5 separate regions of the Mus musculus genome follow, and regions 1, 2, 4 and 5 are each linked to region 3. The links are chromatin contacts, called in public promoter capture Hi-C maps. All regions are on one chromosome and are shown on one strand. The core of a region is the stretch at or near the end of the contact, and the rest is flanking DNA. Distances in the headings are between cores, read along the strand shown.

The links. Promoter capture Hi-C pulls out the DNA fragments that hold promoters and counts their contacts.
Region 1: a contact with region 3 is called in a promoter capture Hi-C map of erythroid cells, with 17 times the contacts expected there. The contact joins the promoter of Parp6 here to the promoter of AY074887 in region 3. A contact is called at or near these places in 1 of 39 promoter capture datasets (erythroid cells) and 1 of 484 Hi-C or Micro-C datasets (B cells).
Region 2: a contact with region 3 is called in a promoter capture Hi-C map of erythroid cells, with 19 times the contacts expected there. The contact joins the promoter of Adpgk here to the promoter of AY074887 in region 3. A contact is called at or near these places in 1 of 39 promoter capture datasets (erythroid cells) and 1 of 484 Hi-C or Micro-C datasets (CD4 T cells).
Region 4: a promoter capture Hi-C map of pre-B cells shows a contact between it and region 3, with 2.6 times the contacts expected there. The contact joins the promoter of Nptn here to the promoter of AY074887 in region 3. A contact is called at or near these places in 1 of 39 promoter capture datasets (pre-B cells) and 1 of 484 Hi-C or Micro-C datasets (CD4 T cells).
Region 5: a contact with region 3 is called in a promoter capture Hi-C map of erythroid cells, with 34 times the contacts expected there. The contact joins the promoter of Stoml1 here to the promoter of AY074887 in region 3. A contact is called at or near these places in 2 of 39 promoter capture datasets (cranial neural crest and erythroid cells).

Annotation. Positions count from the first base shown.
Region 1 is chr9:59,616,026-59,618,725 of GRCm38.p6, reverse strand. Parp6 (poly (ADP-ribose) polymerase family, member 6) reads right to left here and starts at 1,442. Exons shown (of 24, transcript NM_001205239.1): 1 at 1,318-1,442; 2 at 19-258. It overlaps Gm51709 (a long non-coding RNA gene), which reads left to right and starts at 1,602. Exons shown (of 3, transcript XR_003948337.1): 1 at 1,602-1,739.
Region 2 is chr9:59,290,250-59,292,949 of GRCm38.p6, reverse strand. Adpgk (ADP-dependent glucokinase) reads right to left here and starts at 1,378. Exons shown (of 7, transcript NM_028121.2): 1 at 1,084-1,378. The coding sequence starts at 1,316.
Region 3 is chr9:54,949,673-54,952,372 of GRCm38.p6, reverse strand. AY074887 (cDNA sequence AY074887) reads left to right here and starts at 1,419. Exons shown (of 1, transcript NM_145229.2): 1 at 1,419-2,129. The coding sequence starts at 1,534. The coding sequence ends at 1,932. Hykk (hydroxylysine kinase 1) reads right to left here. Exons shown (of 5, transcript NM_177351.4): 5 at 2,449-2,700. Psma4 (proteasome subunit alpha 4) reads right to left here and starts at 1,514. Exons shown (of 9, transcript NM_011966.3): 1 at 1,470-1,514; 2 at 265-291; 3 at 1-32. The coding sequence starts at 267.
Region 4 is chr9:58,580,894-58,583,593 of GRCm38.p6, reverse strand. It overlaps Nptn (neuroplastin), which reads right to left and starts at 1,354. Exons shown (of 9, transcript NM_001357751.1): 1 at 1,068-1,354. The coding sequence starts at 1,158.
Region 5 is chr9:58,251,863-58,254,562 of GRCm38.p6, reverse strand. It overlaps Stoml1 (stomatin-like 1), which reads right to left and starts at 1,399. Exons shown (of 7, transcript NM_026942.3): 1 at 1,164-1,399. The coding sequence starts at 1,296.

The DNA.
Region 1 (2,700 bases), core at 193-2,692, 4.7 Mb before region 3:
AATCAAGACTTCATTCACCTTCAAGAGCAGCTGAGGTGCCAATTATGAAGTTTGGGACCAGGGTTCTTTTAGATTGAAAACAGTCAAATGCTGCTCTGGACGAAGAGGGAAGCACTACAGTCCAGCCTGGGTTGTCTTGGGGTGAGCAGTAGAATGAGGGCAGCTTAGGCTAGAAGTGCCAACTTTCTCAAGGTCTTTCACTGTAGAAGTCAAGGAAAACTGAGCATCTCCTCAGGGTTTGCTGCTTGGTTTCTGATGCTATTAAAAGGAGGGGGTAAAAAAAATCAGTTTTTCTAAGGAAAAGACAGTTATGAAATGACCAGCTTCTCCAACCAGACTGTTTTAGTAAAAAAAGACTTGAATCCTCAACACTCCATGGCCTTCTCTCAGGAATGGAGAGTAGATTTAAAAGCTGGAGAGTGGGAAAAGGCAGATGGTGGAGCACGGAATTCATTAAAAAAGAAAAAAAAAAAAAAAGAGGGGGCTGAGAGATGACCTAGTTCAAAGTTTTCATGTTACATATTTAATACTCCAACCTAGGGAGGTCACAAAACTTGCATAAGTAACTTGAACGTTTGATAGGGCCAAATCTATCCATTTTTTCATGTAATAACTAGTTCGGGGTGGGGGTGGGGGGCAGATCTGGAACCTTTCAAGAGGAGCTAGATCAAATAGAGACTATTAAGAGTGCCCAGAGAAGTGTGCTGTTAGGCTCAGTGTTTATTCTGGGGGATGGCAGCTCGCATTAACACGCTTGGTCTATTTCTATGAGATCGTGCCAACGGTAAATAAGCCTTCGGACGACCCACAAAGGTCTTTTTCTCTACGTCCATTGGCACTTTTCAGAGTGACCATTTAACGTATACCTAGTCAAGAGACGCCTCTGATCTCAACGTCTACATTCTGGGCTTGACTTCCAGCTCAGTGTGCTAGGAGAAGAAAACTCCACTCCAACGGAAGTGTCAAAAGGACTAGGCTACTAAACAAAGGGCGAAGGAGGGTGCGGAGGGGCGAGACCCGCGGGCCAGCGCTAACCCTAGCCCGGGCGGAGGGAGAAGACCAAGACGCTCGCGAGGACACCTGCGCATGCAGGGCAGGGCCTGAGGCCTCTTCTCCAGGTGTCCCCCAAAGCCCTCAGCTCCGGCCTTCCCCGTTAAGGACCCGTCTGCGGCTCGCCGCCGCCAGCCGCCCAGCCGAGCGAAGCCTGTCAGCATCCCTTACTTGGTCCCTCAGGCAGGGCGGACCTTGCCAGCAGCCCGACCGCCCCGCCCCATCCCCACTCCAGCCTCCCCACACGCCAGCCTAGAGAGTACTCACGGCGACCCCGGGCCGCGCGCGGCCGCCGCGGAGGGGACGAGCGGCCCGGGACGCCCCGCGGGGGCGGAGCGGCAGGCCAAGGGGCGGGGACCGAGGCGGGCGGGTGAGGTCGCGCACCACACGCCTCAGCGTGCGGTCTCGGGCACGCCGGGGCGCTCTGCGCATGCTCAGGCGAAGACACCGCGATCAGGTGTCCTCTTCCGACCAACCGCGGTGCGTGCTGTACCTGGGCGTGTCCCCACCCCAGGGTGCTAGCCAGGGCGCGCGTGCGCAGTGATCCAGAGTTGAAGGCGTGAGGAAGCGAGAGAGTGGCGCTTGCGCTTTGGGGCCCGGAGGGAGCTTGAGAAAGAGGTTCTCCGGACATGCCGAAATATAATGTTTTTCTTTGTCGCCTCGTGTGGTTAGGAGGGTTGCAGAAGAAGGTAATCTAGATTGCCTATATAGAGATACTGAGGTGCCCCTTTGGTGCAGCTTGAAGCCAGACAAAAATAGGAATCAAAAGTTAAAATTCTGAAATCTGACTTGCTCCCATGTTCATTTGCTTCGGTGTACCGACCGCACCCAGGCTTTCTCATCACACAGGGGACTGGGGACATAGCTCACTTGGAAGAGTGTTTGCCTAGCAACCACAAACCCTTAGTTTATGCACAGGTGTGTAAATCCCGTGTCGTGCCTGTAGTCTGTATAATGTTATCTCAGCATTCAGAAAGTTGAAGCACAAAAATCAAGTTAGAAGTCTTTTTGTTTTTTGTGGTTTTTTTGTTTTTGTTTTTGTTTGTTTTGTTTTGTTTTTCGAGACAGGGTTTCTCTGTATAGCCCTGGCTGTCCTGGAATTCACTCTGTAGACCAGGATGGCCTCCAACTCAGAAATCCACCTGCCTATGCCTCCCAAGTGCTGGGATTAAAGGCGTGTGCCCCCATAGAAGTCTTAAGCTACATAGCCAATTCAAGGCCAGCCTGGGATATATGAAACCATCTCAGAAATTAACTAAATGAAACATTTTAGTTGGGATGGAAGAGAAAGCTCAGCAGCCAAGATCAGTGGCTGCACTTGTCAAAGGCCTGGGTTGGGTTCCCAGCACCTACGAGTCAGTTCACAATAATTTGAAACTCCAGTTTCAGGAGATCTACTACCCTCTCTGGCCATCACAGGCACTAGGAACCAATGCGTTGCACGCACATATATGCAGGAAAACACAAACATGCATATGTAAAATTAATCTTAAAAAAAAAAAGTGGGGCTGGAGAGATGACTCAGGGGTTAAGAGCACTGGCTGCTCTTCCAGAGGTTCTGAGTTCAATTCCCAGCAACCACATGGTTGCTCAGAACCATCTATAGTGAAATCTTGGGCCCTCTTCTGGCATGCAGGTGTACATGCAGAT
Region 2 (2,700 bases), core at 129-2,628, 4.3 Mb before region 3:
ACATATGCCCTCAGAGCCCAGCACACACCTGACATAGCTCCAAGAAAGATGATCAAGAACCTGATAAAGCCAGGTCTTTAAGCCCAGCACCAGGGAGGCAGAAGCAGCTGGTCCTTAGAGTTCGAGGTCAGCCTGGTCTACAGAGTGAGTTCCAGGAGAGCCTGGACTACACAGAGAAGCCCTGTCTTAAAGAAGAATAATTTAAAAATAAAACTAAACTAAAAAGACAAGAGAAAGAAAGAAAAAGGAAGCAAACAGATCAGATAATGATCTATGTTCTAATGATCTACTTACGTTCCAGACCAGCCAAGGAGGCTGTAGTTCAAAAAGGAACAACAGAAGCAACATTTAAAAAAAAAAAAAAAAAACCAACTCTAACCTAAAGAAAAACATACTAAAAAACTCGCTGATGCATAGTGCCCTTGACAAGACAAGAAAGCCAAGCCTAACTGGAAGAGGGACTAAGGTTAGTGTAAAAAAAATTGGATACATTTCTGTGAGTTTCACAAAGAAAGGAGATACTGTGATTTGAGAGAACCTTAAAAATATGAACTATCACTTAGTATGGGGAAGAAGGTAGTTTCGAGAAGGGCGTGCTAAACGCGAAAGGCGCAGAGTTCTGGTAAGGAATCCTTAACAAAAAATGTTGAATATGAAAATGAGCAGTCTTAGTAGAGTGGTCTTCAGACCGGATGACGTAAAGTCAACAGCTAGAGACAGAAGCATTTAGCTTTAAGTACGTTAGGAAGAGTGCTAAAAAAATAGGAAAACCATCGTGGCCACCTGAGAACAGTCGGCAAAAAAGGGCTGGAAGACAGACAACAGAGTAACCTCAAAAATTACAAGTGACAGGCTGAGTTGAATTTCTAAGAAGCTATGAGAGCTGCTTTTACAGGGAGCAGGGCCAACCGGGTGGAAATATGCTGACTATCCCTGCAGCGATGACGGAAAAAGGCTCGTCTCACGCGTCCGACACTTTCGCCCAGAGGGCAACCCAGACACCACCGAGTCCCGGGCGGACCCCGGAGCGCGCGCACTTCCCGGGGAGGCCCAGAGCCGCAGGCAGGCCCCGCAGGCACTCACCCCACAGCCACGCGGCGCCAGCGCCGGGCGGGCTGCGCGATGAGGGCGTCCCAAGCGGCTGCCAGCCGGCTCTCCGGGGACAGAGGTCCCACGGGCACTGGCGCGGGTCCCAGCCTCAGGGAGCTCCAGAGCGAGCGCAGCGCCGTGCCCGGCAGCTCCGGCTCCAGCAGGAACACGCAGCCCACGGCCAGCGCCAGGAAGCCGGCGCACGCAGAGCCGCGCCACAGCGCCATGTGCACACACCGCCGCACCGGTGGCTACAGGATCCTTTCTCGGCTCGCGCCTCCTCCCAGCTGGGCGCGTGCTGACGTAGACGTGCGTAACGTCACACCCGCGCGCCACAGGCTCTTCCTCCCGATGGGCGGAGCTACGACGGAACTGCAGCCCCAGTTATGGGTGGAGCTATGGGTGGGCTGGAGGCGGGACGACGACAGGGCTGGCGTTGGGGGTTCGCTCTGTTTAAGTCTTGGCGCTGGCGCTGGGCGACGCTGTTGTGCGATTCTGTCCTTGGATGAACAAAGGCAGTAGTGTGGTTCCCAATCCGTACACGTCTTCCCGATATTCACTGATAGCCTGAGATAGAGTGTGTGTGTGTCCGGGGTGGGGGCGAGAGAATACTTTTACTTCCCTAGTAAGATAAGACATGCAGATAACGAAGAAGCAGCAAACCTCGCGATTAGAGTAGTCGGTCTCCCATTGACAACGAGCCACGCTGTTGTCTCTTAATCCGTCCCTCCGCCAGTGTTTGACCTCCATGGTTTTACTAGGCCGGTTCCTTTCTAAGTCTGGTGCAGTGGCGAGGCGGAGGGTGCACGACGATGGGAAGGGCTTCCCGCGAGAGGAATCTGCTCAGACCCTAGTGGTGCTGGGCACGGGGAGTCCACCTCTTGAGATTTTCAGCTAGTCAAAGGCTTCCGCTAAGACTGAAGCGATCTTGTTCAATCTAGAGATCAGATTTAACACTCAGACCCCTTAGATAACCCTTTCGGAGGTGGTGTTCCTTTGAACAACCCCAGAGTAAGCCGCAAAGGGATACAATCATGTGTACAGTATGGAAGGACTATAGACTCGAGTTTTTAAATCCTGGTTTAGTTGTTCCGGGTGATACTACAGAAATCCAGCCCTTCCTCCTTTGATGTGACGGTTCTATGTGAGAGGGTAGGTTAAGAGGCAGGAAAGCTAGGCTTGATGTCCAGTTCATTCTCAGCCTCATCTAGCCTGGCCTATTTCTATTTTGCTAGTTCTGCTAGCTCCTGACCAATTTTCTACTCTGTCTATAATTTTTGAACTTGTTAATAGAAATGTGTTTCCCTGGCTTTGATCTTGGACGTTATCTCCCACCCCCACCCCCAGTATCCAAAGTGTTTCTGTTATGGCTCTCAGCTGTTAACTGGCCAGAGACTGGTTACTAGCCCAGACTAGCCTCAAGTTCACTGCGTTGTCAAGGGTGACTTTGAACTTTTTTTAAAAAGATTTATTAATTTATTATATGTAAGTACACTGTAGCTGTCCCCAGACACTTTTTTCTTCTCGCTCAGACCCCCGGAGCAGTCAGCGTTCTTAACCGCTGAGCTATCTCTCCAGCCCCAACTTTGAACTTCTGATCCTCTTCCCTCT
Region 3 (2,700 bases), core at 170-2,669:
AATATTGTGGTCCTGGAGTCATATCTTCGAGACTGCAAAGGAAAAACAGAGATGATGCCTGTTCACTGACATACGCCAACTTCCGGATGTCCATGCATTGGATACAATGACACCCTGGTGCTGAGTTCAGTGGAAAGAAGACGGAAGACCCCATTCAACTCCCTCTACCCCTTTGGTTTCATTTTCTTCCATGTCAGGCTGTGAGCTTCAAACAAGCCATAATGTTCCCAGGCAAAAGTTAAAGGAAACGTGTCATGAACTCACCATGGTTTCTGAACTTTATGTTGATTCCTGTGAAAAGAAAACAGGATCATTAATAACAAAACCCCCACAATTTTAAGAAGTGTCTTCCACTGTTAATACCACTTGATCCACACCATCACTCAGCTAACATGAACTGCACCACCACTGGGACCTATACAGATGCTGGGCCACCACAATAAAGGTAAACCATGGTGTCCTGAAAAGCTCAGAATCTAGCAGCCAGGTATGACAGACAAAGATTATAAAGCAACATGGAAGAGACATTCAGGGTGGGGAGGGAAAGCAGAATCGACAGCAAGTAAGATTTTAGGAAACCAATACAGATAATGAGAGTAAATTAGAGGTGGGAGAGGCAAAGGTAAGTTGAAAAGCCTCAAGTCAAAGAAAAAGAATTGTGAAGGGGTGAAGGAAGGGCATTCCAAGTAGAGCAGGCTGAGAAAGGTTAACAAAGTGGATAATTCACATGGTCCTAAATTTGGGGGTGTAGGGGTTAGGTGGTAAACCTGGTCCTTATTTCCGTTTCTTCGAAAGACAGCAATGGAAACTCTGCCTTAGTAGAAAAATGGCAGTTCAATTCCTATGTTGCCAAATGGGATATAAGGAAGGCATCGTGGCTGGAAAGCTAAGCAGACATTTGAAGGGTCTGCGCGCCCAGATGTTAGAAAACACCTTTATCTTACTTAAGACCGCTTCACCGACGGGCTGGATTCAAGGACCACGGGAAGTGACATTTTAGAAGAGTCGTCAGGCCTAAGGAGAGTTAACCTGCCAGGAGTCGGTTCCAACATGTAGGAGAAACAGAAAGGTGGCCCTGAGCACAGCAGCCAGGAGGCCACGGCGGGTTTCGGATTCGACTGTGAACACAGCTACCTCCACGCCTGGCGCCGGCGCTACAAGACTTGGACTTTCCCCCGCAGCGCCACTTTCCCGAATTGACTCTCTGGGCCGCAGCCGCCCCCACCCCTCGCACCGGCCCGGAGGGTCTCAGAGCCCAGGCGAGCCGTCAAGGCCCCGCGGGGATACCCGACGGCGGCCGGCGGGGACCAGTCCCTGGCAGGCCGGTCACCGAGGAGGCGGGTGCAAAGTCATCGTGCCCACGGCTCCTCGGTGGCGGCCGCGGGCCTGGGCCGTGGTCTCCACGCAGATGGCCCCCGCCCGGGAGACAGACACCTCGACTCCGCGGCCCCTAAAGGACTGAGCCTCACCAGAGGAAGACGGTGAGGGTGCAGATCAGCGCCTCTTTACTCAGCTGGAGAAGAACCAACCCGGATGGCCAAGCATCCGCGGCGAATATGGCTCCCGCGCGTGCGCAGGACTGCGAGGGGGCGGGGCGGGGCGGGAGGACGCGGAAGTTCTCCCAGTGCTGGGGCGGGCTCAGTCTGCCCACGTGGACTGTGCAGAAGCACAACCTCGGCTTTGGCTGCGGTCTGTATTAGAGGAGGACTGGAGGGAGGAGGGAAGCGTCTATACCGTGGAGAGTGGAACCAGATTCCTCCTACGCTTTGCACTCCACTTTCGTTTTCTCTTCTGTACCATTCTAATGGAGGCCAGAGTAGCAACTGTATAGACAAATCAAATCGTTTACTCTTCCAGTCTTGCCCCTTAACAGTTTTTCCTTTGTTCTTCCTCTTAGCCTCATTTTCTCCTTTCTCAGATCCAACTCTTTAATTGGGATAACTTTTGTTCTAAGTTTAAGACTTCTCTTCGCCGGGCAGTGGTGGTGCACGCCTTTAATCCCTGCACTTGGGAGGCTGAGGCAGGCGGATTTCTGAGTTCGAGGCCAGCATGGTCTACAGAGTGAGTTCCAGGACAGCCAGGGGTACACAGAGAAACCCTGTCTCGGACAAAAGAAAAAAAAAAAAAAAAAAAAAAAAAAAAAAAAAAAAACGAAAAAAAGACTTCTCTTCATCCATTTCTCCTTTCCAATCTTACCTAGTTTTTGTGCCTATGTTGGGGGTTGAAGAGCTAGTGGGTTGACTATGTACAGGGCCTTTGTCTTCTGTGTAGGCAAAACGGTTGGATCTGGGTTTCTTAAAGGGGGAAGCTTAGAAATTTAGTTGCATGTAGACGGGACCTGGCCTGTACTCAGGACCTGGTTTGCCCTGTAAATTCCAAGCCAGCCAGGGATATATAGTGAGACTGTTTTAAAAATGAGAGAGAGAGAGAAAAAAAGACCAAAAGGTAAAATATCCATACAATGCAGCATATATTTAATTTCAAACAGAAATTAGCAATATTTGCAATAGGAATTTAGTGGAGAATCTCTCTTAGCAAGAACAATCAAGAGAAACTTGCAGAGTTCCATTGTATAACAGGATAAACACTGATTTGGAATGAGACCCAAGTTCCAGCCCATTTTTCTGGTCCTGATTGGCCAAGTTAAATAAAAACCTCAAATATGAGTATCCTAAGTGTTTCACATGTGAATGATCTCAT
Region 4 (2,700 bases), core at 105-2,604, 3.6 Mb before region 3:
ACTGTACCTTAAACCCAACCCAGAGACCACATTCATATTCCTCAGAAATAACATCTTTGCAATCTTGAAACTTTCAGTTCTAAAAGCCCACTTCCTCCATCTCCCCTGCCACCATCTCTCATTGCCCTCAATCCCACCACTGCAGATGTGGCTGTGTCCCAGCCCTCCCCAAAGGCCGAACTAGCATCATAAAGCATTTGCCACAACTCGTCCCCTCCCTAATGTATCCGCCGCGCTACAAAGCAACATTACACCCCCGACTTCCTGCATTTTACTCTCTTCCCTTATTTTTCCGTCTTCCCCCACTCCCACCACTATACCCAGGCACCCTTTACTTCCCTGATATTTCTTCTACCTCGGTTTTAAAGCTTTCCCCGCATCCTCTGCTCATTTTCCTCTCCTTATTTAGAAACTCCCTTTTGCTTTCCCAACCGCTACCCTAGAATGCCCAGCACTCCACCCTCCTTGGCAAAACCCAATCCTCTTCCCCCAGCTCGTTTGGAGACACTGCTGCTTCTCTTCTCCAGGTCCCCCTACTGCAGTCAACCCACTCCATCTTTCCACCCACCTTCCCTCTACCCCCAAATCCAAGGTTTCCCGAATCGCTCACTAACCCCTCTCCTTGAGAGACTCAAGCAGTCTGCTGCCTCTAGGTATTCTACGGGATCCTTTTGACCCCAGCTTCCCCCCTCCTCCCATTTTGCAGAATGTCACCCGGGTTCCAGGGCCCCAGTAGAATCCCGGGTGTCAGCGCCCGCGGAGCCCGGTTCTCTCGCCGACACCACCCCTCCGCCAGCTCGAACTCGAACGCCTGTCTCCCGCCGCTTTCTCCAGAGCCGCCCCCGCTACTCCAGCTCCCGGTGCGCGATGAGCCCTACGCCGCGGACCTGTCTACAGAGCCCCGGGCTCGCACCAAAGCGACGCCTCCACCTCTCCGCGAAGCACCTCCTCGCCTCAGCCGGGTCGCCCGCTGCCGGCTCCGGCATCCCCCTCAGGCCTGGGCCCGGCCCCTCTGGTTGCCAGAGCCGGGCGCCCCCGCCCGACCCGCCCCCGGCCCCTCGGCTTACCGTTCTGAGCAGCGCCTGGCCCTGGAAGGAGCGAGCCAGAGACCAGCAAGAGCGAGAGGGCCAGGGCGCCGGGGAGCGACGAGCCCGACATCCTCCCTAGCCGGAGAGCGCGCAGCGAATGGGCCGGGGCCGGGGCCGGGGAAAGGGAGGGGAGGGAGGGAGGGGGCGGGCGAGCGCGCGCGCGAGGGAGTGAACGAGGGAGGCAGCCGCGGCCGAGCTCCGTCCTTCCCTGTCCTCCTCCTACCGCCGCAGCGTCCAAGCCTCGCGAGACCTCCGCTGGCGGCCGTGGGCGGGCCAGGAGCACCGGCGGCAAGGCTCGCGAGAAGAGGCCCTCTTCCCCCCCCTCCCCAAGTCCCCGCCCCTGCAGAGGCTGATTGGCCAAGCACAAGGGCGGTCACGTGCGAAGGGCGCTTTTGGCCACGTGACGGGGCGAGGCGGGGACTCCACCCGCTCCTTCTCCCACGGGGGAAGACGGCGGAGTACAGTTCTCACTTCTATGGGATCCTAGCGCTCAGAAATTAGAGGAAGCATTGAGAAAACAATGCTCCCCCCACCCATCCTGCCTTTCATGCGTTACTGCTCGAAGCTTCAGAAATGGATACCCTAGACCCTGCTTTTGAGCTTCCTATTAGTACCCCTTATCAAAACCCTGCTTTTCCTTCTGGACTTTGACCAGAGACCCCTAGAGGTATCTGGCCACAACCTCTCTGCCTCGTGGATTTTTTTTTCCCTTCCAGGCAGTGTTAACGATCGCTGTGCTTCCTTGCACGGACATCTGTTCCCTCAGCCTTCAAGTGTCCTCCTTTTCCTCCCTACCTGTGCCCTCCCCACCCCTCTTTGGCCTTATTTTAGCTTCACAAGCTCTGAGGGCCTGAAGAGCTAGCCTGTGCAGGGCTACAGATCCAATTCTACAAGGAAGTCACAGTGTGTCCAGTAATAGGCAGAACCTTTGGTAGAGGAAACCCGTAAGAAAATAGTTTCCACTCAGTTCACTGTTCAGCCTGGTGTATCAGAGATGACCCACAGGAAAGGGGCAATCAAAAAGGAGTTTAGCCATGTTGCATAGAAAGTTGAGAAATGCCTTCTTTTGCGGTGAGAGAGTACTGGGGAGATGTCATAGTCCTTAAAAATGCTTGATACACAAACGTGAAGACCTGAGTTTCCCCAGCATAAAACAGAAAAGGATGGCCACCAGAGCCAACGCTGTAATCTGAGTCTGGAGAAGAGAAGAGCTCTCTGGTTTGCTAACTAGTCTGCCTAGCCGATCGATGAGGTCTAGGCTCAGTGAGGGACCCTACCTCAAAAACTGAGTATTCTCCAAAAAAAAAAAAAAAAGAAAGAAAGAAAGAAAGAAAAAGAATAGTTAAGGGAGATACCCGAAGGCAACTTCTGGCCTCCCAGTGCGGGCACACAGGCTCTCGAACACAAACACAGATTTGGGGGAGTTGGCTTGTTTGTTTTCCCTGAACCACCCTCAGCACTTGTGGTTAGCAAAGGAGTGTTTTCTGTGGCTTAGCTCATCTATGAGTCACAACAGACATCCTCGGGTGTCTCTGTGGCTTACAAGTGAGAAAGGGTAAACTGGCCTGCTGACCTGACTATATTCAAAGGGTTAGAGAATCTGGAGTAAAGA
Region 5 (2,700 bases), core at 150-2,649, 3.3 Mb before region 3:
AAGTATGCTTTCAAGGGGTCATTACAGAGGAAAGGCTTCAGCTACTAAGGATAAAACTAATGCTCACAAGTAACAGTCACAGTGGGACTAAAGTGCTAGTTTAGTATTTATTCCCACTTTAATGCCCTGAAAGAACTATATCTATATCTATATCTATATCTATCTATCTATCTATCTATATCTATAGTGTACTTCAATTCAAGCCTTTTGGCAGGAAGAACTAAGAATCCTGAATGGGTGTTGAGCAAACAGGCCCAGAATCTGGGGATGAGCTTGCTATCTGTTCTCTCCTCCCCAGCCCTAGACAGGAAGGTGACAAGAGACGTCTGTTCTATCCTTCAAGAAGCCCCTGCCTGCAGGACAGTCTAAGTCATAAACTAATTCCTGACCTCTTCAGGGAAGGAGGAATCCTAAGAACCGGGCAGAAGAGCCGGGCGTGGTGGTGCACGCTTTTAATCGCAGCACTTGGGAGGCAGAGGCAGGCAGATTTCTGAGTTCAAGGCCAGCCTGGTCTACAAAGTGAGTTCCAGGAGAGCCAGGGCTATACAGAGAAACCCTGTCTCAAAAAAAAAAAAAAAAAAAAAAAAAAAAAAAAAACCACAAACAAACAAAAACAACAACAACAAAAAAGAACGGGGCAGAAAATGGAGGATTCGTTCAGCATTGCCAAAGCTTTCAATGCACCGTCAATACAGGAGAACCACAGAGGACCAGAATACTCCAAGGACAGTCAGGCTTTGGAGAGAGGAAGCCAAAGCAAACAAGCCAGGCAGCTTGCAGGCCCAGCTTTCTGTTCTGTGCATCTTCACCAGGACACAGGAGACTCCTGCTCCCTGCGCTGCTACCCTAGGGCGACTCTTTTTCCATTTCTCTACAAATGCCTTGTGGGTTATGGCTCCCTCTGCCTAGGGCTCTGTTTTCTTTCTATGCATGATGGGCTATCCTGGAAATAGTAACGGGATGGGCTAAGATTAGGGAAGATGGGGCTGCGCGGCTTCCAAAGCTACAGCTGGTGCCGTAGGGAGAACAAATCGGTGGTAGCATCCCCACACCTTGTCTGGCACCCACTTCATATCCTATCCCCTTCACTCTCCTTCCTCCTAGAGGCAGAGAGTACAGGTCTTGGGGTGCCCCTCTGTCCGCGGTGCTGGGTAGCCACTCACCGGCCCCCGGCCCCACGCTGCCCGGCTCTGGGGACAAGCAGCCCTTCTGCGAACCCAGAAAGCCGAAGCTCGACTGCTGGAAACGATCAAAATCCCCTAAGGGCAGTGCCCGGTAGCCAGACCTTCCAAGCATGACTTCTAACCGGGACACGCCCCGATCCTCTGCTGGGAGACTGCCCTGCCCAGCCTGTGGCAGCTCCGCCCCTCCTCGTTCCCACTGCTTCCGGCTTTACTCCGTCACTAACAACAGTGGCTGAGTAGGATCAGGAATCAGGCCGGGTCCACCATGCCTGCCGCTCCACAGCACCCCCTGCGCTGGGAGGACCGAACGGCGGGAGCACAGTTTGGGGATGTGGCCTTGGTTCTAAGGTTGAGGCTTCCTGACCACCTCCTACCTGGCCTTAGGAAAGGAGGCAAGGAAGTTTGGCTTTAAAGGAGCATTGCAGGAGCGTTTTCTCCAGAAGCAGAGAAATGTTTTTGGCCTCAAACCATTCCTCCAAACTCAACACACTTATGAGTTATGGGTGTGCTTATCCAGATGTAGGATTTCTTCTGGTGTGGTCAGCAAACTGGTATTTTTTGTTTGTTTGTTTCCCCACAGCCAAGAAAACAGAGCCTGCCATACAGAGTCCTGTTCTTATTTGCTTAATGATGGCAGATCCAAGTCACTGTGGACAAGTTGAAGTCAGAAGGCCCCAACTTTGGTATAAAAGAAAAATTTCACATGCAGACACCCCAGGAATCCTGGCAGTGGATGGTGGTGGTGGTGGCTGCAGCAGCAGCAGCAAAGCATTACATGAGACTCCTTGATCCAGGCACTTGAGGTAACTTTGTCTTTCCGTGGCTTCAGAAAGCCCAAATGAAGGTAGAAAATATACCCCAGTAGGATGCTGGGAGGCTGGCAGGAGGCCATTTTACAAAGCAAGAAAAGACGAATCTTTCCCAGTCTTGCCTCCCTGGATCCTTGCCATAGCTCATTTCTAAGTTCCCCTGCCTATGACTGCTAGCCTGGCTAATTTTATGTCAACTTGACACAAGCTAGAATAATCTGAAAAGAGGGATCTCCAATTGAGAAAATGGTTGTGCTGTAGGCAAGCCTGAAGAGCATTTTCCTAATTTATGATTGACGTTGCAGGGCCCATTCCATTGTGGGTGGGGCCAACCCTGGGCTGCTGGTCCTGGGTTCATTAAGAAAGCAGGCTGAACAAGCCAGTAAGCAGCATCCTCCATGGCCTTTGCAGCAGCTCCTGCATCCAGGTTCCTGCCCTATTTGAGTCCTGGCTTCCCTCATTGATGGACCACCATATGGAAATGTAAGCAAAATAAAGCCTTTCCTACCCAACTTGCTCTTTACTCACGGTGTTTTGTCACAGCAATAAAAACCCTAAGATGAGTTGGTACCGGGAGTGAGGTTTTAATTAATTTCAAATGTAGTCAAGTTGACAACCCAGAATTGCCATACAAGTCCACCCCTTGCCAACTTGACACACAATCATATCTTCTTATCAATTTCCAAGTGAAAACATTAAGCAAATCA